Linked DNA regions of Sus scrofa: all the other regions are linked to region 3. Evidence: chromatin contacts called from public HiChIP or PLAC-seq data. All regions are on one chromosome and are shown on one strand. Each heading gives the region's core, a stretch centred on a gene start, on an enhancer-like site or on the middle of the called end of the contact. The rest is flanking DNA. Distances are from core to core; before and after follow the strand shown. Region 1 overlaps ZNF532 (a long non-coding RNA gene). Region 2 overlaps LOC100627702 (O-acyltransferase like protein-like). Region 3 has its middle 71 kb from the start of ZNF532.

The links. HiChIP or PLAC-seq counts read pairs in DNA pulled down with a chosen protein or histone mark.
Region 1: a contact with region 3 is called in an H3K27ac HiChIP or PLAC-seq map of skeletal muscle. The contact joins two enhancer-like sites. A contact is called at or near these places in 1 of 47 Hi-C or Micro-C datasets (embryonic fibroblasts) and 1 of 2 datasets of contacts at active chromatin or transcription factors (skeletal muscle).
Region 2: a contact with region 3 is called in an H3K27ac HiChIP or PLAC-seq map of skeletal muscle, with 12 times the contacts expected there. The contact joins two enhancer-like sites. A contact is called at or near these places in 1 of 47 Hi-C or Micro-C datasets (embryonic fibroblasts) and 1 of 2 datasets of contacts at active chromatin or transcription factors (skeletal muscle).

The regions. Positions count from the first base shown.
Region 1 is chr1:161,898,574-161,902,046 of Sscrofa11.1, forward strand. All of the region lies in intron 8 of ZNF532 (a long non-coding RNA gene), which reads right to left. Among named protein-coding and RNA genes, the nearest start is that of ZNF532, 86 kb to the right of the region's middle. Within about 2 kb of position 2,123, at least 6 of the 83 cell types and tissues checked have an H3K27ac peak or open chromatin away from gene starts, as enhancers often do. A contact at or near this core is called in skeletal muscle, where this site is marked.
Region 2 is chr1:161,833,956-161,837,018 of Sscrofa11.1, forward strand. It overlaps LOC100627702 (O-acyltransferase like protein-like), which reads right to left. Exons shown (of 13, transcript XM_021099968.1): 5 at 2,459-2,685; 6 at 1-143. Among named protein-coding and RNA genes, the nearest start is that of SEC11C, 66 kb to the left of the region's middle. Within about 2 kb of position 1,791, at least 3 of the 83 cell types and tissues checked have an H3K27ac peak or open chromatin away from gene starts, as enhancers often do. A contact at or near this core is called in skeletal muscle, where this site is marked.
Region 3 is chr1:162,055,833-162,058,927 of Sscrofa11.1, forward strand. No RefSeq gene overlaps it. Among named protein-coding and RNA genes, the nearest start is that of ZNF532, 71 kb to the left of the region's middle. Within about 2 kb of position 1,484, at least 53 of the 83 cell types and tissues checked have an H3K27ac peak or open chromatin away from gene starts, as enhancers often do. A contact at or near this core is called in skeletal muscle, where this site is marked.

The sequences.
Region 1 (3,473 bases), core at 873-3,372, 160 kb before region 3:
CTTCAGGGGTTATAGACCCTAACAGGCCTGGGTCACCATTCTCCTGATCCAGCTTCATCAGGGGCCCTTAACCAGTAAACCTCACTCATCATCATTCTCTCTCCCTTACATTTCACAATGTGAATTAAAGGAACTGACAGGTGCCCTGGGCTGTGTGCTGCTGTTTCACTGACTCTAAGACAATCAGGAATAGAAGACCATAGAAGTATAACAAAAAAAAAAAAAAAGAAGAAGAAATCTGTGCTGCCCACTTCTTCCAGGTCTGGATCAGCTTCACTCCCCTTCTACTTATAAGGGCCTGCCCTATCTTCTGAGCTGCTTTGGTTCCTAAAATGCAGGCCTCTTGATGGGAGACACGTTCTCCCTGGATTACCTCTGTTCTTCAAGAATCTGGTCCTCAAGGAGGGACCACTGGAAGGAACCTACACAGAATGTTCTCCTTCTAATGTAATTTCAATTCAATCTTTTTGCTCTTTTTAATTAAAAGGCAGACTGAACAGAAGAGTTCCCTGGTGGCCTAGCAGCTAAGGATTCATCATTGTCACTGCTGCGGCATGAGTTCGATCCCTGGCCCAGGAACTTTCACATGCCTCAAGCATGGCCAAAACAAAACAAAATAACCCCCCTCAATAGAAAAAGCAATCCAAATAGAAAAAAGGTCATTGTGATTTTTTCCCCCTACAATCACTGTTTTATAAAAGAAACAAATATTACTATAGAATAAAAAACTAAAATGGTCTCTGAAGGCCCAAGTACAATCTAAAACTATTTCTACAAATCAAAAGACAAAAAAAACCTAGTCGTTGGTCGTTTCTTTTAAAGATAATCACTGTTTTTATCAGATGATCTGTAAGAAATGTATAACTTTAAAAAGTAAACAACGGAGTTCCTTGGTGGCGCAGCTTGCTGGGGATCTAACATTGTCACTGCAGTGGCTCAGATTCAATCTCTGGCCTAAGAATCTTTACATGTTCTGGCGCACTCCAAAAAAAAAAAAAAAAAAAAAAAAAAGAAGAAGTAAATAAGCCCAAATATCAAAACCGCTGACATTCAAACTGGCCAATGATGGTGGCTTGCTTCTCATTCCCAGTCCTTCATCTTGAATTAATTTTTCCAGCCATCTTACCAGCCATATTAAGGAAGAACACTGACAGATGCACTCAGCTCTCAAATCTGAAAGTGTGAGAGCACCCATGACCCCTTGGAGAGGCCCCAGGAAGATGCATCGTGTGTGACATTGCATGGTGTGGGGACAAACTGTCAGCTGTCACAAGCCCTCTTGTGTTTGTCTTGTTGGTGTTGGTTCCAGTTTTCCAATTACTCAAGTTTACACGGATATGAAACCATGACTCCTTCCTTCCTCCAACGTCCCTTCCAATTCTACCTACAGCTCGTGGGGAGCTCACACTGGGCTACCCCGGGCTCCAGGTTCCCTCCCTGCCCCAGGAGTGCGTTCTCACTCACAACTTGGGGTGATACCTCAAACCCACACCCTGACCTTGAGGCAAAGGGGAGGACTCCTAGGTTCTGAAGCAGCCCTTGGCACAAAGGTTAAATTCTGAAAAATGTCCTGCATCCTTCTGGGCCTGAAGTTTTCCCATCTTTAAACTAAACAGAGTAGGAATCCGTGACCTCTGAGTCCCCTTCTAGAGCCGTCTATTTTACATTCTTACCAAGTCAACTATGGCCTGGATGGCCTCGTATTTGCTTTGACGCCCCTACCTTGCGGTGTAAAATTATTTTCTGGTTGTTTTGCATTTCAAGGTAGTATCCGCTTACAGAATCAGGTGCTAAATTTTTAAAATGTAAAAATCTGGTCTGCCAGTTGGACTTAAGAGCATATTTTCCTAAAGAAATTACAAACGGATGGTGCATTCCTGGGCAAGCACATAAAAGCCTTGTCACACCACACCACAGTGATGAACCAATACTCTAAGGCCTCACTACCATTTTCAGCTCTGGTTCAGTGAAGACAGCTGATCCCAGAGCCCACCGGGGCACTTGAGGTCATAAAGGAAACCAGTCTCCTCCCTCTCCACCCAGGCCCCCTGGATCCACAGCTACATCTGCCTGCCAGGAATGCCAGAGGCAGGGAGGGAACCTGGGCACAGCGAGGGGCAGAGGTTTGACAGAGAATGGGGAGGGGCTTTGGGGACATCAGTCTGGGGCTTGGCCATGAGGAAGAAGGCTGATCAAGGTGGCAGCGAGGAAAGTCAGTCCCTGGCTACAGGTGCTTTTTCTTTTTAGGGCTACACATGTGGCATATGGAAGTTCCCAGGATAGGGGTCGAATCAGAGCTATAGTCGCTGGCCTATGCCACAGCCACAGCAACGCCAGATCCGAGCCTTGTCTGGAACCTACACCACAGCTCACAGCGACGCTAGGTCCTTAACCCACTGAGGAAGGCCGAGGACCAAACCCAAGTCCTCATGGTACTAGTCAGATTTGTTTCTGCTGAGCCATGACAGGAACTCCCCAAGCAATGTTTTTAATACGAAATGTTCCTAAGCCAGCAAGTCTCAATACATTCCCCAGAGAGAGACAAAGTTGTCCCAGGTCTCAGATCTCTCCTGTCTGGTAATAGCACCAGTCCAGTGTCCAGGGAGCCTCCACCTCCTGAACCTCAAGAGATAAACAGGAATGGCTCTGGAAGGAAGAGTCTTCCTCAGCCTCTAAAATCCCGGCAGCCAGGGCGGGCTGTCCACCGCAGGCACCATCTACCAATGGGCACCTCAGCCCCTCAGGGTGGGAGGCAGCCTGCTCTTGCCAGGTGCCTTGGGCATTTTTGTGGGAAGATAACCACACTCCCTGTACCTTCAGCTGCAAAGATACAGCTTGGTGTCCACAGTACGAATGCTTTAAGTGACTTTCTAACACCTGTTCATGGAGCCCACAAGGACCCACCCCCTTTTGGCCAGTAATTCTGGCCAAAGGCTTGCATCTGCCAGGTACCATCTGTGCTTACAAAAAGGAGTGAAAGTAACCAGCCACAGCCTGAGCCCGGCCACAATGAAGGCCCTGCAGCCTGGCTTCTCAGCACAGCATGGGGGCTCAGGGCACACTGATTTATCCCACAATGTTAACTGAGTCCCACTTTCAATCAGAGAGATCTCTCTGTTCTCCGTGCCCTACAGTGGGACAATGGCAGTTTGCTGAAGAAGATGGAAAAAATAGAGAGGATGCCTGCACGATGGGTGTTATGACTGTGGTGATCACGGGCACATGAAAGAACACAGAAGGCCCAGCAGTGAGAGGGCACTGCTCTGGCCACGACCAGCTGAATCTACATGGGAGTGAACCAGGCAATGAGGCAAAGGAAGGGGTTTCCAGGCAAAGGGAACTCATGTGGCAAAGACAAGGAACAACACGGTGTACGTGAAGGGATGATAGGTAAATCTTTTTGCTGGAATCACAGGAAAAGGCCTGGAGGAGTGGGTGTAGGAAGACCCGGACGAGCCAGCTGAGGGCTCTGG
Region 2 (3,063 bases), core at 541-3,040, 220 kb before region 3:
TGACATGATCCAGAGGAGACTCAACACTCGGAGGCCGTTCAGGGCAGAGCATGTGTATCCCGGTGTCTCTGGGGTCCAGAGGGCTGGTGCGTTCTTCTGCCAAGAGAAGCATTTCAGAGCACGGTCCGTGACATCTAGAAATCCTGGGCAGGCACAGAGGTGTTAGTGTCCACCCTGACAGACCAATCCACCCACCACTCCACAAACAAGAGCCAAACCACGAAAACCATTGATCCTGGCTGGCCTCTCCAAGCCCCATGCCCCCTTCCTGTGGCCCTGGAAAACTCAGCTCAGTTCTCCATGGTCCCCTCTTGATCTCTCCGTGGATCTCCGGACTTGATCTCCCTCCCTATGAACCTTGACCTTCCCCAACAGTCTTGACCTGAGGCTGGTGCCCACTTTGTCTTGGACAGAATTCACTTCCCAAGCTCAGGCCCCAGGAAGGTCAATGCCTGGCCCCAGTCCTGTTTTACAAAGGGTTGGGGGAAGAGAAACTTAAACATCATTAAGAAATCACATGCTCAGAGTTCCCATTGTGGCTCAGCAGGTTAAGAACCCAAGTAGTATGAACCTGACTAGTGTGAGAGTTTGATCCCTGGCCTCGCTCAGTGGGTTAAGGATCCGGCGTTGCCATGAGCTGTGGTGTAGGTCACAGATGCGGCTCGGATCCCTTGTTGCTGTGGCTGTGGTGCAGGCCGGCAGCTGCAGCTCCGATTTGAACCCTAGCTTGGGAACTTCCATGTGCCACAGGTGCGGCCCTAAAAAGACAAAAACAAAGCAAAACAAAACAAAACAAAAACTGTCCTCAATATCTGAAGGGGCTATAATAGAAATAGGAGATTATATTGATTTATTTTCTCAGGCCCCAAAGGGCAAAACCAGAGCCCAAGAGGAGAAATTATAGGGCAGCAGGAACTGCTGCTGTTGTGGAGGCCTGACAGTGAGCACTTGCATCATGATGGGTTTGGAGGGCTTCTGACTTGGGAAGGAGGTTGCACAGGGACGTGTAATCCTTCTCAGCTCTTATAATCTTTACATAAATAAACTTTTTGCCCTTTTTGTCATTGTTAGGGTTTTTTCTTGGCGTTACTGCTGGTTTCGTTTATGCCTCAAGATCCAAGGAGGATCTGAGAAAGTCCTCACTGTGCCATCTACACTGGCTATATTCCTTGCAACTACTTGATCCCATGTGCGTATTCTTCCAGTACATTCACTGAAATTTTGTTTTATTTTTATACTTCTCTTTGGCTAAAAGAAGGAAATTTTGTGGCCCTCAGGGGCTCTGTCAAAAATTATGCCACATCTTCTAAAAGAATTTGCATGTGAAGCTATTCCAGTTTCAGAATGTGTGTGTGTGTGTGTGTGTGTGTGTTCTCTTTGCCTAATGGACAGGTAGAAGTGAAGCTAATGCTCTTGAATTTTTTTTTTTTTAAGTGGCCGCACCTGCTGCATATGGAAATTCCCAGGCCAGGGATTGATTTCAAGCTGCAGCTGCGACCTTGACCTATGCTGCAGCTGTGGCAACACTGGATCCTTAATTCACTGTGCTGGGCCAAGGATGGAACCCTTGTCTCTACAGCGGCAGTCAGATTCTCAACCCACTGCTCGAAGGCTGGAACTCCTAACGCTCTTGATTTGTAACTAAACAAAACCCAGCAGGACTTCTCCCTGCCCAGCTTCTTGCTACTGGGTGGGGTTGTCTATTTCTGGCTCAGGTACACTCTGCCATGTTTTAATCCCCTTGTGTTGCACACTCAGTGCCCTGGCTTCAGTTTATATGTAAATTATTCACCCTGACGATGCCAGGGAGGCTCTGTGAGGCATCTGGGTAGCTGTGACACTGAAAATAGATATTGTGCTCATGGAATGGTCCCTTAGAGGATTACGGTGGTGAAACCCAAACTCTCCTCTGACCTAGACTTTGAGTTGCAAAAAAGAACACACTGGATACTTGTACCCCAGAAAGAAAGCCTTAACACCTGATGATACACAAAGACTGGATTGTAACGAGCAGAGACCCAGCCTCCACTCCCTGTTAGAAGCTGGGGGGCAGCACTAGACTCCAGATCTGCATGGCTATTTTCTTTTTTTTTTTTTTTTTTTTGTCTTTTTGTCTTTTGTTGTTGTTGTTGTTGTTGCTATTTCTTGGGCCGCTCCCGCGGCATATGGAGGTTCCCAGGCCAGGGGTCGAATCGGAGCTGTAGCCACCGGCCTACGCCAGAGCCACAGCAACGTGGGATCCGAGCCGCGTCTGCAACCTACACCACAGCTCACGGCAACGCCGGATCGTTAACCCACTGAGCAAGGGCAGGGACCGAACCCGCAACCTCATGGTTCCTAGTCAGATTTGTTAACCACTGCGCCACGACGGGAACTCCCTGCATGGTTATTTTCTAAGAGCGAAGTCATCTAAGTCACCTCTCATGGGTGGACTTGCTTTGATAAAATGAATGCTTACTTTTTCCTCTGCTCGGGGTTCCTGACAGCCAGAGTTGGGCCAGGCCACCCAGCCATTGGGTTCTACTTCTTTGCTCATTCTTCCCCAGCTCTCTCAAAGGCAGACTCCCGTAAGTGGCCGGATGTGCCCCATGAGCGGGTGACATCTTGGGGTCTGGCCCCAATCCCACGGTTGCCACATAGACAGTTCCAGCCAGAGGAAGGGCAAGGCCCAGCGAGGTGAGGAGCCTGCAGGGAGAAAACACACATGTGACCAAGGCTGACCTCACCAGGGCACCAAAGTAAGATGCAGAGAAAACAGCCCAGTGGAAAACAAAACCACATCCAGCCCCCTACTGAAATACAGGCAAATGTTAAGAGTATTAAGAGTTAGGAGGGGCTTTCTAAGAAAAAACAGTGAAAGAAACTACAAAGTCAAAGACTCATGGGGAGTTCCCTGGTGGCACAGCAAGTTAAGGATTGGCATTATCACTGCTGTGGCTCAAGCTGGAGTTATGGCTCAGGTTCAATCCCTGGCCCTGGAACTTTCGCATGCCACAGTCACAGCCAAAAATAAAACAAAAACAAAAACAAAAACAAAAACAACTCATGGACTTAGGGATTTCA
Region 3 (3,095 bases), core at 234-2,733:
TTTTTATTTTTCTTATTAATTTGTTGGCCACAACATGTAGCAGCTTTATGTGGGATCTCAGTTTGCAGACCAGGGATTGAACCCAGGCCGCAGTGGTGAAAGCACCAAATCTTAAACACTAGACCACCAGGGAACTCCCCACAACATGATTTTTAATGACCACAAAACATACCACCTCATGAGTAACCACAATTTATTTAACGCTCCCTGTAATTTTGTACATTATTTATGAAGTTGATAATTTTGGCTATTTTAACACTAGAATGAAGTTCTCTGTAAATAAATTTTTGCATGCGTCTGATTTTTTTCTGAAGACAGATTACTAGAAATGGAATAGCGGGCTAAAAGGCAGTCATTTAAAAATATTTTGGGGGGAGTTCCTGTTTGTGGCTCAACAGAAACAACTCTGACTAGTATCCATGAGGACTCAGGTTCAATCTCTGGCCTTGCTGAGTGGGTTAAGGATCCTTTGTTGCCTTGAGTTGTGGTGTAGGTTGCAGACATGGCTCAGATCTGGCATTGCTGTGGCTGTGGTGTAGGGCCAGCAGCTACAGCTCCGACTGGACTCCTAGCCTGGGATCCTCCAAATGCTGAGGGTGCAGCCCTAAAAAGACCAAAAAAAAAAAAAAAAAAAAAAAAAAGAATTCTTGGTACTCATTGCCAAACAGCCTGCTAAAAGAATTGCCAACTCAGTTTGTCCAGCTGTGTATAAGAAGCCACCTTTCAGGTTACAAAGGATAAAAAGGCATAAAATTCTGTATGACCTTTTCATAAATGAAATATGTAAAAATAGATAAAAAGATAACCCAAAATATTAGCAGTGTGTAACTCTGGGGGATGAGGGTTTATGGGTGATCTAATATTCTTCTTTATCCCTTTCTATGTTTTATAAATTTCCTAAGTGTATGTGTATTACTTTCAAAAAAATTGTTTTTAAGCAGAAAAAGGAATATGGCAGAAAGAACACTGTGTCAAGTCAAAAAAACTGTGTTCTGAGTCTCCTGCTGGCTCATCTCCAACATAGTCCCAGTGGTTCTCAGCCCAGAGAATCACTGAAGTCACCTAGGCACTTAAAGAACACCTTTCCGGAGTTCCTCCCAGCAAAGCTGCAGCCCTGCCAGCGGAGCCGGGGAGAATGAAGGGGGTGGTTGCTGTAGCAGAGGCACACTTTTTGTGTATATTGGCTTCACCCTGACGGCAGGTAGAAGGCAATTTGATTTACCTCCACCAGACAATGAGTCAGAAGCAAACAAAATCGAGTCTTTCACTGGGGCAGCCAGTTCCTCCTCCATCCAAGTGCCTGAGGGATCAGAAGAGTCCATCAGGGCAGCCTTTGGCCCTCCCATCCTGGGTCTGGGAGGCAGAACTGGTGGTCCCGCTCTGGGGGCTTTGTGGTGGCAGAGAGGGCAGTGGAGGTGGGGCAGAAGGGAGCCGGAGCACCAGGCTGTGTGTGGCCTCCTGCTTCCTCTGGGCCAATGGGGAGCTGCCATCTCATGCTGGCCAGGCTCCCGGCCTCCTCTGAAGCCTGGAGATTAGGGCAATTTAATCCTTTGCTCTTCTCCTCTGGCTGTTTCTGTGGGAAGGGGGCTGGGCTGGCTGCCGGTTCCCTCAGCAACAGGGCCTGGCTCGGCTCCTTTGTGCAGAGGCCCCAGCTGGGCCCGGTGCAGGGGAGGAGTGGCCTTTCTTTTTCAGAGGTGGTGGGAGCTGTAGGCACCCAAGGGCCCTTATTTCAAAGTCTGGGGGAGTCATTAGGCTCCTCAGACCCACCCTGGGTGGAGAAGCCCACCGAGGGGCCAGTGGGCAACACAAAGTTGGCTGCTTACGTGCTGAAAGTGGGGGTGCAGCCTGGACTTGCTGCAGCAGGGGAGGAGGTGTGAGAAAGAGGTCGAGGGAGGGCAGTCTTTCCCTTTGATAAAGAGGAGCCTCTCCCCGAAGGCCCTGCTTGGCGGCTGGTCCTGGCCCTCAGCCTTGGGAATTCACACTTGGCATTTTCTGGCCAGCCTGTCCAAACGACTAAGTATTCTCCTTAGCATTTCTATTTTCGGAGCTCCTTGATGGCTTCTCCCACTGAGGTCCCCTCTACTGCAGGGATTCTCAACTTCTGCTCCATCTTCTCCCTACATTTTGCTGTGGTCCTCCCTCCCCCGCCTCCTTCATCTCTCCTGCTCCATGTCCACCTCCTCATGTTCCTTCTTCCCACTTAGCTTTTATTTCCTACACACACACATTGCAAAAACAAAGGAAAACCTTCCATCCTCTTCCTAGTCTTAGTTTTCCGTCAGGATAATACAAGTCCTGATGGCCTTAAGGTAGATCAATAAAACCATCCAAGCCTAAACACGTCAGCAAACTCTATGAACTAGATGTGCCATACGCTTTAGAGAGGTTCTGTCACTAGTAATTTTTAGATGTCTTGGTACTTAAAGATGTGAGTTTTGGATCCAAAAACATAGCCACCCTAAAAGTGACCGCTCTTTCCAACGACATATAACGTGTAAGGTGCTAGTGTATTTTACAAACATGATTTAAGTCCCTTAGAAATAAAATAAATGTCTTGCTGTTTATTTATTTAATCTTTTTATGGCTGCATCTGCAGCACACGGAAGATCCCAGGCTAGGGGTTGAATCTGAGCTACAGCTGCCAGCCTATACCACAGCCACAGCAACGTGGGATCCCAGCTGCTTCTGCAACCTACGCCCAGCTCACAGCAACACCTGATCCTTAGCCCACTGGGCGAGGCCAGGGATCGAACCTACATCGTCAGGAATACTAGTCAGGTTTGTTACCTCTGAGTCACAACAGGAACTCCCGTCTTGCTGTTTTTAGTAATTCCTACAACACCATTGTTTCAATCTGGAAGATGTCATGATATTATGTGTCACATTGAAGAGACTCAGTCACCCATTCATGAGTGAGGTGACTTTTTATTGTTGGCACATCATCAACACAGAAGAACCCAGGGTCCAGTAGCACAGAGCACGTAAGCCTGCATCTAATCCCTAAGCGGATCTATGCCCTCCACCTCCAAATAAAAAGATCCCATTCATTTCTCACTGGAAGGAGTGGGACCCCAACTAGCATCTTTCTCGTGACT